Linked DNA regions of Gossypium hirsutum: region 1 is linked to region 2. The links are chromatin contacts, called in public Hi-C maps. All regions are on one chromosome and are shown on one strand. Each heading gives the region's core, a stretch centred on a gene start, on an enhancer-like site or on the middle of the called end of the contact. The rest is flanking DNA. Distances are from core to core; before and after follow the strand shown. Region 1 has its middle 32 kb from the start of LOC121220467. Region 2 holds the start of LOC107912568 (heparanase-like protein 3).

Region 1 (6,213 bases), core at 3,053-5,552, 66 kb after region 2:
GGAATTAATGAGAGCGAAGAGATTCGAATTTAGATCATCAAGGACAATTCCACCACTACTTAATCACTATAATTGATACTTATTTATTATCAAATGAGCATAAAATTATCTAAATAAAAATTTAGTAGTGACCACTTTTGGTTCATTAACCAAATTTCTACTAACCCCACTTTTGGGATGTGATAGTAATGATTTTACTATGGATTTGTCTGTAGTCGCTCTGAAAATTACTGTAGCATCCTGTAGCTCGGACTTGATGATCGGATCAGGTGAGGGTTGTTACAATAAATCATTTGAGCCCTAATCACATATGTCAAATCGGTCCCTCCGCTAGCATGCTAAAACCAAAAATGAATTGTATGTTGAATTAAATGAATAGAAATAGATAGAAATGATAAAGTTAAAGAAAAGATTTAAATTCGGAAATGAATGTGGTTTCTCACCAAGTATGGAAATGACATGAAAATTAAATTAAGTTTTATGAATTATTAATTAATTAATTGAAGTTCGAAAATGGAATTAAATTAATTGGTCAATGTGAATCCGTTGAATGTAGAAATTAAATTTATTTTCTCATAGATTCTTTTAAGGTAAAGTTGTCATTATTTGAATAGAATTAGAATTGGGTTGAAAAAATTATTTAATTAAAAAATTAATTAATTTAATTTAAATTAATAAATAATATATATTTTGAGAAATAGAAAAACATGTATTGGGGTAGATTAAATTATAAAGTGTTAGTTTAAAAGTTCAATAAGCACATACAATTGGACTCAATACAAGAGAGACCCGAATCCCCATCATAATACATATGAGGGGAGACACACCCAATTAGTTGCCCCTCTCTCCTAGTTCAACTAGGGGATTTATTTTTTTCTATTAAATAGGCATTAAATGCGTTTTACTAATTTAACTAAGGTTTTATTTCCTCTCCCTATAAATGATGGCAATAGTAAGGCTAAAAATACAAAAAAAGTTATACACAACTTTGAGATATTGTTATTTTGCTTGAAAATAGTGAGAATTTATTTCTAAGTATAAATTCTATGTTTTGGGAATAACAGTTGTATCGATTTCTATTAAAGAGAGTTTTACTTTCCTATTGAAAGTAAAGTATATAATTTCTAGTGTTGCGTTTGATTTGAATTTGTTCGAGCCCACACTCTAAACAGTTTATGATACGAGAATAATGAAAAAAGCCATTCGATTGAAAGCCAGGAACGATAAGTAATCGTCTAGCCCAAAACACAAGTACGATTTCGGGAAAAGTATAGTATTATAAATATCACAAACTGGCTCGATTTTCAAAAAAAAATTCCACCATGAAAGAAATCATTTTTTAACAAGATTTTTTTCCAACACAATGGACCTTTTGTAATGATCCTCCAAGCACTATAATCGAATGCTTGGATAAAGAATTTCATCCTTACTTTCCATTGGAAGTGGTTGACACTATTAAGCAAGGAATGATATATGATGGAATAAACTTCGTCCATAATTGTTGACCTAGACTTAATATTCATCTAAACTCGATATTTTTGGCCTCGAATCGCTTCTTCTGATGGTTAAACCTTTTGATGAAGACCAAACTTTGATACCAATTGTTAGGCCCGAAAATACCAAGAGGGAGTGAATTAATATTTTAAAATTCATTACGAACTTTTCTAAAGGATGAGGAAATGAAAGAAAGCTTGGATACTTCAATTTATAGTGGTTCAGCCTCAATTGCCTACTTACACTGCCTTGGTATACCTCAACTAAGTATTTCCCAATTTACTATACTTAAATTGATACCTTTCAAGGAGAATGTATAATCTTTATAATCTTTATCTTTTTCACAATGCTAAGATAGAATCTTCCCACTAGTTTTTATGACTCAACTAAAACTCTCTAGTTTTTACAAGGTTCAACTATAACCTTTTACAAATTATGTAAGGTTTTATACCTCAAAAACTTTAATTAGCTTTTGCAATACAAAGAAAAGATGTAAACAATGAAGACTTCTCAAAGGTATGTGTTTACAAGTGTTAAGCTCTCTCTTTCAAAGAATTGAAATGAGGATGATAAAAAGATTTAACAATAAGAACCTAAGAGATACGTACAAGAGAAAAATGAGAAAATGAAGAATTTGAGACTTTTCTCTTGATTTCTATGCTTGAATGTTCATCTCTTGTATCTTGAAGTGTTCTTCATATGTATATATAACAAGGAAAAATTTTGTGACCTTTTACAGCCATTCTGGATAATTTCTAGTCATTGGAAGCATTGTAGACAAACTTGTATCGATACAACTCACAAGATATATGGGTTGAAGTGATCTTGAGTAGAAGTAGACTTGTATTGGTAGAAGTGGACTTGTATTGGTAGAAGTGGACTTGTATTGATACAACTAGGACATGTTATCAATACTACGTCCCAAACTTGTATAAAATGAGTTTAAAACACTTAAAAACATTTTGGATTGACTAAAAAACATTTAGATAAATTAAAACACATTTAAAACATATTTTTGAGTACTTTTACAAGCATTTGAAATGCTTTAAAAATGTTTAACAAAATTTCGAATAATTATTTTCACCAAATAAATTAGGAAATATAAATAAATTTTTTTTCTTAAATGTTATTTTATTAAAAGCTTGGGACATCAAAACTAAAAAGATGTAAAAAAGTCTAAAAATAATTAAAACTTGTAAAAAAAATATTTAAAACTATTAAATTTATAAAAAATATTTAAAAAGTTATATAACTTACAAAAATATAAAGCTTAGGAAAAAGTATAAAAAACTATAACTTCTTTTATGAGTTTTTGTTTTATAATTTTCAATAAATTTAACAAAATTTAAAAGTTTTATGTATGTTTAAATATTTTTATATTTTTAATAATTTTATAATATTCTGAATCATGTCTAGAATGCACTTGGATGATTATTTATTTAGACTCGACGTACATTTTTAGTATTTTTTTGTTAAATTCTTTTACATATATGTTAATATGGTATGCAATGTGTTATCATCTGATAAATTCATTTGTCATGCTAATTAATTTTAATTGTTAAAAAGACAAAAAACGTTAATGAAAAAATTAATTAAGTTATCGACTTTTTAATTTTTTCTTGAATGGCAGTGGCACAAGATAAGCATGGTAATTGGATGTGGAGAATAGAAAGAAGTATTGCGAGATGCAATGTACTACAAGCTGAGCTTTAGGCCATCTATGATGGTCTTCAATTGGCGTGAAAAGCTAAATGACTAATATTATTATTGAGACAGATAGTGCGCAAGCTATTAAAGGTGTTCATGAAAAACATAGAAGACAATCTAATAGAGATTTGATTGTGCGCATTCAGGAATTTTACAAATGCGAATGGAGAGTGTTCTTTAAACAAGTACCAAGAGAGGTGAACTCGACTGCTGATATTTTAGATGGGTTGATGAAAGATTCTCCTATAGACTCGAGAATATTTCATGCTGCCCCTTCACAGGTTGACGATCAATTGCGGACAGACAAACATGTTATGCAATCCAACATATTAACTTGTAATTGAAGCTTTTATTTCTTGTCACCAAACAATTTTTTTTTTACTCCTACGCCCTAATACTAGGTGGATAAACCCTTGCGTCGGTAGATACTTTTCCTTGATGCTATCCACTCTAAGATGATGCCTGTACCTTTATTACACGACTAAAAGAATACTTCAACAATGCATATTATCTGCTTTAACCCCCTTTTTTCCTCAATAAATGTTATAACTTGATACCATTAAGTTTCAGAATCGAATTCCACTATAATCTATTCTTGTAGTCTTTATAATACAATACCTTGATACCTACGAATTGCAAAGAAACGGCAATTTTGTTTATTTGGTATGGTCTAATTCATCAATTTATTCCAACTAGCTTTTGATAGGAATATCTTACTGTCAAAGACAAGCATATGGAGGGAAAAGCAGAGAGAAACGTGAAATGTTTATAACTTAAAAATGATTAAGCATCTTACCTAATCTGACAAAAATCATTAACCATGCAATACTCAATAGGCTTCCATTGGAGCTTGCACAATGATCCTTGAGTTGAGCATGGAAACATTTTAGGCCAACAACTTCCATTGATACTGGTAAACGCCTTGCAGCAATCGTGGTCAATGCTCCCAAATTGGCCACTCAAAATAGACATAAATTTCCCCTATACACCCATGAATGTTTAACAGACTTGACCAACATTGGAGCGGAGTTGGAGCAGTCTCCGGTGGGAGTAGGCCTGGAAAGTATGGTATGATCCCCAGTGGAATTGGTGGAAGCAGCTGAGCCTGAGCCTGAGCCTGAGCCTGGGCCTGGGCCTGACCTAGCCTTGGCTGGACCAAAACTACTGTGAATGTGAGTAGTAGTAGGAGCCACCAAATTGTTGCTTCAGCTTTCTGTGACGACATGGTTTTGATTGATAATGGTCAAATTGGTAGTTGAAAGGAGGAACGAGGGTGTGATTATTAATAGCGAGAGAGCAAGTTACTATCCATTTTCATTAATTACAATCTGTTTCTTTTAGCATTAATAAGTTGAATCAAAATTAATGACAATATACTTCATTAAGTTTTTGTTTTCCTCTTTTACTATGATCGGTTTAGATTGAGATATCTTAATTATTTGTAATCAAAACTCTTTATGTAATTTGTGTTTGGTAAGGACCGCCATCCAATTATGGGATACCATTGTTATTCTTACATTGATAAGATGATATTTAAATTTAGATATTTTAATTATTATTTGTGATACTATTTAATTTAAATAGATTAAATATTTAAAATTCAAATATACTTTCTTTTTACGATCCATTATCCAAATCTACTTTACTTCTACTATTAACAAATTCACATCCATTATATGTTTTACTTTTATTTTCTTCTGCTTACCGATTGCAAATATTTAGTGGATTTGGATATTTCATAGTACTATCCCCTACTTTACAAAAAATTATACATTTGTAATTTACAAAAAGAAAAAAAAAAGTGTAGATATTTTCCCCCTATTTATGCCTCAAAAGTAAGTATTTTAATTCTTTTATAAATGAAGAAATTATAAATTAATATATGATAAAATTACACTTTAAATTATTAAAAAAATTTATAATTCAACTCTAACTCATACAAAATTTTTGAATTTGCCCCCGAAAAGCTAAGCTAGCATAGAGTAGTAAAGAATTATATTAAGAAATTGTTTATCTTAATTAGTAGATAATCTTGTAGATTTAGATATTTGAAAGATAAATTTAATTAACCCGGATTCATGTAATAATAATCAGATTAAATGCGAATGATAAATAAATTTAAATTTTAAAATAAATTCATAGGTTTATATTTTATAAAGATGGCAGACATTGAATCCAGCAAAGCTAGCATAGATTATGAATTTGTTTACCCTAATTAGTAGATTGGCAAAAGCATATGATCTAAAAGCAAATAGCGAAGAATCAAATCTAAAGCATATGGTCTAAGCTATATTTACTACTATTGGTAGCTATTTAGTTTGTTCAGCCTTATATATTAAATCTAAATTATTTTCACCATAAAATTAAGAAAAAAAATAAAAAAACTGGGTATAATGATTTACTTAGCCTTTTAATCCTCTAATTAAAATTTTGTCTATTTTAATTTTTAAATTTATATTTTTTGTCAAATCACCTAAAATAAATAAAAAATTTAACGTCTATTAAGTTTGCTAACATAACATCCACATGTAATTCACATGTAAGTCCACATGTGTTTAACAATTAATTAATTTTTTAAAAATAAAAATGATTAAAAAATAATTTTTATACTTTTTTAAATAATTTTAATTTTTAATAATTTTTATAAATTTTAAAATTTAAAAAATTTAATTCTTGACGTGGTGGTATCCACAGCAAAGTTAACAGATGTTAATTTTTTATTCATTTTAGACTGATTTGAAAAATACCACAAATTTAAAAACTAAAAAAGACGAAAAATTAAATAGAAAACTGGAATGACTTTATTTATAAAATTAGAGGATCAAACAAATTATTATATTTTATTTTAACATGATAACTTGATTATAAATAAGAGCCCAATTTAGAGTTGGGCTTTAAGTTGTTGCATTAGTCTCTTGAGTCTAATTGGTTTGGTATTAATAATGTTGGCCATTGTTGTTGGTTTTCTTAATTTCTCGTTTAATCTAGCTAAGTTGGGTTGATTATATATTT
Region 2 (6,048 bases), core at 1,186-3,685:
CAATGCCTTGAGGCAGCTTGATAATTGTCGTTTTATGAATTCTATGCTTATGGTCTGAAATCTGAGACCGGTGCTTGTGTCGCAAGCTCATTGTACTATTGAATGCGAGTTTTGCCTGGACGGTAGTGCTATTGTTGAGGTTGATCAAAAGTAGTGTGATGCCTTTCTGCAAGATAGGAAACTTTGGTCAAAGTCCAAGAAAGGGAAGATTAACAATGCTTGATAATTGCATATGAGATGAACTTACTGATTGTTTTGCACAGTGAGTGTAGGAGCGGATCTTGTCTGTCCCGGTGAAGCTTGTCGAAAGAACATTTCTTCCCATTAGCCGGTGCCAAAGAAGTGCACTGCAATGGAGAAAGCAGAGTATCATGCAAGTTAGGCTTAGATAAATGAAAGCTTATTTTGAAGTAATAGGTCTAATTCGAATCCTGCAAGCTCGTAATGAAAGAATTTGAAAAAGCAATTACCTGTAGTAGTCTGGATTTGGTTCAAAGTTGGTGGTGTTTAGTAAACCATAATTTCCACCAACCAGTGACTGTCTGCAATACGTTTTCGTATCATACTTGGATGCCATGCCGAGTTGATCTAAATACCTGCAATTCATGTCCCAGGAACAATGAATCAGAAATCTATCAGACAGAAAGGCCTAAGCTTCGGGATAGCAAGGTATTGCGACATTACCAGAAACTGAACACAAATGCATTTGTGACAAGATTATGGCCACTGTTGTAAGCTCCTCCAGCCTCACCCACCCAGGCAGCTGCTGAAGTTGTAGAATTCTTGATGATGTTATGAAGGCCACTGAATGTTCCGGACACGCCCTCAAGAACGGATGGATCGAGAATCTTTCCAACAAGATGGTCATCAACTCCTACACAGAGAAACACACGATTGTCAAGTTCAAACCTTCTTTCATGTCCTAAGCTCCTATACTGGATTATGCACATAGGAACCATACCTGGTCCAAGGTTGTATATGTGGTGAGTGACAACATCGAGGGACTTGTTTGTCTTATCAATATATTCCGTGAACCAATCCGAGTCATAGAACCCTCCCGGTGTGATAATTAACGGCTTCAAATCAACATTCTGGTATATCTTCTGCACTATACTTTGCAGAGCTGCTGTGTCAGCCGCATACTGGTCTGCAGAGACCCGAGTTCCGACCCCGCTTCCGCACAATTCATTTCCTGACAAGCGAAAGATAACAAAAATAATGTGTTTCGGTCGATACATTATCAAGAATTCAGACATATCATGTATAGTTCTTTTACCTAACTCCCAACCGTGAATGGTATAGTTCTTGTCAACAGTGTATTGCATAAAAGATTCGGCATTGGTGTAGTTCCAAGCACCTACGGCTGAACCATCAGAGGCTATAGTTCGACCAGCAAGTGCATTTAATCCAAAAATAACCTTAGCTCTGAATAATCAAACAGCTGAATTAAATTAATGGTGGAATTAAGAATTCATAATGTTGAAGCTCAAGGAAAATTGAAAATGGTGTTTATACCCTGCTTTTTGAAAGAAGGAATTAAGGTCATCCCATCTATTCATTGGCAAACATCCTTGTGTAAAACCAAACATCTCAGAAGTGTTTTTGACAAATGAAGTGCAGGGTAGTTGATTGTCATCAGTGTCATATATGACTTTGTCTTGTAATGTGCCGCCCAACCTAATCTTCAATGGTGAAAAAGCTGAAAAATATAGGGACTGGTAAATAAATAAAATAGAATAATTGAGATGGATTTTTATGGGAAAGAATTGCCTTACCTTTAACGGCATTCAAGAATAAGTTTTTATTAAGATCCTGCAAAAGAAAAAAAAAAGAAAAGAAAAGGAAGATGAAACAACATCTCAGCCAAAACCACTTTTAAACTGGGAAAATATGCTTTTTCCAGATTGAAACAGAAATACCCTCAAAAGTGTGAAAAGACCCATTATGTTCATTATGAAAATCATTGTCAAACAACAAAGAAAAGAAGAAGAAAAACCAGATTGAGAAGCCCAGCAAGGCCCCAACTGCATGTCCCATAATCACATTTCTCAGGAGGCCACCAATCCAAAGTAGCACAAATGAAATCATCATCTATTCTACCAATCGGAGCTTTTCCATCAATGAAAACAGTCCCTTCAGCACTTGCATCAGCTTGTGAACTTACAAAACTCAAGCTGTAGAAGTTTAACAAACTAATAAAACAAACCCAGAAACAAAAACCCATCTTTGGATTCAACTCAGGAAGAAGAAAAAATATTTAGATCTTCAATGTTCTGGAAATGGAGCTGAAGATATATTAAGTTCCCATAGGAGGCAAAAGTAAAAGATTGAACTTTTTTTCTTTAATAAAAAGGGGGACAAAAAGTGAAAATAAAAGCAGAAAGAGGAGGATATTATATATATATATAAAAGGTTTTTATGGAAATGGGGAGAATCAAGTTAAGCTTCTTTCCATGTTCGTTTAATTAAGTTAGCAGTTTAGAATTAGTTGCATTAAGTGGGACCATTATGGGCTGTTGTTCTCTTTCATCTTTGCATTCCCTTAAGGAAAACAGCAAAGATTTCTTTTTTATTTATTTTGCTTTTTGAACCTATCAAACAAAACTGAATCTAAAGGTTGTGGGATCCACTGTTTTGTAAGAACCTTGAAAGCATGAAGAACGTCAAAGCCGCAAACCCTCGGCTTTGTTAAAATATGTAGTTACTCCCTGTACTTTGTCAAATTTTGAGATTTAGTCCCTAAGCTAAAAATTAATTCCTCCTTTTTTTAGAAAAAAATCAGTCAAATAATTAAAATCAAAAGTATTTTTTTTCAAAATTTGATTAGATTGTGCTCGTATAATTAACAGAAAATAAAGATGTTACATTGACAAATTTTGACAGAAACTACCAATGACGATTATAATTGGACTAGAGTTTTTAAATTAAAAAATTAAAAAAAAAGACTGAATCTTTTTACGTTTTAAAGTAACAGGGACTAACTGCACAATTTAAACCTAGATATAATGAAAAGATAATGGTATAGGTTAGGGATTCCTCGTAACAAAATTTCATTTTTGCTTAATATATGGTTAGTGCTGTATAGAGCATTGAAAATATATACGTGGACATCGAGTAGTGTGTATTAAAAAGTGAAATTAATTTATGATTGAAATAATATAGATATTCCATTATCAAATGTGTTAGGACGTTGGTTTTTTTGTTTTAGCTACTAATAAATGGAAGCAAATAGGGAGAAACGTAAATGAACAAGTTGGAAGAAACCCACGTCAGCATCATTAAATATTCTTCATTGTTTTACGATTGGATGACCAAAGCTTTGATTATAAAACAAGTGCATACCACTCATACGAGGATTCCTCAAATAATAACAAGATTGAAGGCATATTTTGGTGATCCAACTAAAACTGAGATATTCACCACTACTTTGTATTAAATAAAAATTAACTAAACAAAATAATATATCTCAATTTCCTCTTTTAAATTCTTTATTTATTTAGTACATATCATCTCACTACAGGATAAAAAAATTATTTCTAATTCTAGTATACATTTTTTTTAATTTTAATTTATTAAAACTATTTGTAAACTTTTACAAATATGATGACATCTATAAATATTTTTATGTTACTTATTTTTAATTTATAAAAATTTAATAATTTTTTTCTAAATCAATTATTTATTCAAGAGAATGTTCATATATGCTCTACTGAGAAGGGATTGTATGACACTGTGATTCCACGTCATCCTTATCTCTTTTTAATAGTAGAATGACAAATCAGGTTTTTCCTCCTGATTTTTAGCATTTTTAGTTGGATTTGAATGTTTTAAGGAGGAAAAAGCTAAAAATTAGGAAAAAAAATCTGATTTGTCATTATCCTATAGGAAATGGATAAAAATGACGTAGAATCATAGTTTCATATAATCCTTCCTCATGCTTTACTATCTTATCATCTAATCTGATAAATAAATATATAAACTAATTCATGCATTCCGGATATTTTTTGTTACCAACAAAATTTGTTTGTTGAGTGATTTAAAACTTAGAATGTCATTCTATACTAATCCCTACAATATGACTTCACCTTAAAATGGAGTATTCTCCTTTCACTTGAATTGAAATCAAAGCAATTTTGAGAGTATTGCTTGGGTTTTATTTTTTTGTTGAAAACAATTGTCATATTCGTATTATAATCGAAATGAAATGTTCATCTTCAATCAAAAGTTGGTCCTATTGCTGTTCTCAAACTAGTTAGTTGGAGAGTTTCAGCAAACATGTCTTTCCCATATTGATGAGAGTATGGTGAGGCATCTACCTAGACCAAAAGGGAACCCACCAACACCATTACTTCAAGGTTAGTTAAGGCGAAGCTTTTCCTTGTTTTTGTTGTACATTCACCTAACACTCCTTTCTTATTTGGAAATCTAATTATTGTTTTAAGCTGTCAAGTTCCTGTCATCCACTAACACACCCACCTTCGATGTTATCCAATGCAAGCAAATCTTCATGTGCACTTGAAGAAAAGCTTCAGTTTTTTACCTAGAATGAACAAGGTTCCAAAACTATGAGAGCTGGCTGGTTATGCAAGGGAACTCTATGTATTCTCCACTTGTCAACTTATTATCTTTTCATAATTATATATACACATTTTCTTCAAAAGCAGTTGAACAAATACCAATTAACAAGCATTCGAGAAAACAAAGTCAAACATTTAGATGGTAGATAGAATTGGAAATTGTATCAATGCTCGATTTATCATTTAACATCATGCAAAATAAAATTAAGTAATTTATTTTCAAAAGTTTGGTTGATTAAAAAGTAATGAAATACTTCTGCTTTTATGAATTGTTGTACGTTTTGTTCCAACAACAAATGAAGCAGTCGGGATTACTTCAGACTATTGAATCACAGTACAAATTTTAATAATTTACACCCAACCATCTCCAAGCCTTATCCTCACATATTCAATATAAATTCGCTCAACCTTTTCTATTGAGAGCTGTAATAGATCTATGAAAGAAGAACAATTGATGCGATCAAAATATGTTCCTTTAAACTAAATTGAATAGTGCTCTCACTTAGTGTATAAAATATGAGAAAGTTCATTCTTTATAAAGACTTTCTTCACAGTTTCGAAGTATGCCTCGCATTTTCGGACCGTTCCAGGCACTTATCGTTACCTGTATTGTGACACGAGGACGTAAAAATCACAACAACTCCAACAGGCGACGACGTCGGGACAAGGAGGTTTTCGATGTCACGAAGACGGACAACATCATGACAAGGCGATTCGGGATGTTGCTACGTGGCGACGTGTTTCCCACATAAATCGAGTTTCTTTTCTCAGTTAAACTCTATTATCTTTTCTCAATTAAAGTCTAATTATTCTAGGGATATTTTAGTCATATATTCACACGAATTTCAGCCTATAAAAAGACTTTTGTGACCCTAGAATTGATATCTTCATCACATTAAGATTAAAAGAAGATTAAGAGAGTTTTGAGAGAGCTTTAAGGGAATTTCATGTTTTAATCGGAGAGCTTTGTTTTTGAGGTTTAAGGTTTATTTATTTTTAAGTTATCTCTATCTTGTACTCGTTCAGATTATTTATCGTTTCATTGAAGTTTTCTCTGCCCGTGGTTTTTATCCTTTTCAAAAGAGTTTTTCGCGTAAAATATTTGTGTTCAATCTTCTCTCTACTTTTTTCTATTTCATTGTTTATACGGGTCGATCCCCAACAAATTGGTATAAGAGCTTGATTCAGATTCTGCAATCAACCCGTTTAGAGATGACAATAAGATTCGATATTGAGAAGTTCGACGGAATCACAAATTTCAATTTATGGCAAGTTAGGATAACAACTATTCTAGTTCAATACGGTCTGAAGAAGGTCGTTACAGGGAAAAAGCCTCCGAATATGAATTAGTTAGAAAATGATGAACTTGATGAGAAGGCTCTGACAATAATTTAGTTGTGTCTCACGAACAATGTGTTGCAGAAGGTGCTTTCAAAGAAAACGGTAGCAGCTTTATGAAGAAAATTAGAAA

What was found. A called contact is a pair of places that touch in the nucleus more often than the background predicts.
Region 1: a contact with region 2 is called in a Hi-C map of leaf, with 2.3 times the contacts expected there. The contact joins the enhancer-like site here to the promoter of LOC107912568 in region 2. A contact is called at or near these places in 9 of 34 Hi-C or Micro-C datasets (anther, cotyledon, leaf and 1 more).

What each region holds. Positions count from the first base shown.
Region 1 is chrD08:24,174,754-24,180,966 of Gossypium_hirsutum_v2.1, forward strand. No RefSeq gene overlaps it. Among protein-coding and RNA genes, the nearest start is that of LOC121220467, 32 kb to the right of the region's middle. Within about 2 kb of position 4,303, at least 5 of the 9 cell types and tissues checked have an H3K27ac peak or open chromatin away from gene starts, as enhancers often do. A contact at or near this core is called in cotyledon and leaf, where this site is marked.
Region 2 is chrD08:24,110,317-24,116,364 of Gossypium_hirsutum_v2.1, forward strand. LOC107912568 (heparanase-like protein 3) reads right to left here and starts at 2,436. Exons shown (of 9, transcript XM_016840810.2): 1 at 1,997-2,436; 2 at 1,776-1,812; 3 at 1,516-1,699; 4 at 1,277-1,425; 5 at 962-1,192; 6 at 685-874; 7 at 471-596; 8 at 248-347; 9 at 1-166. The coding sequence starts at 2,224.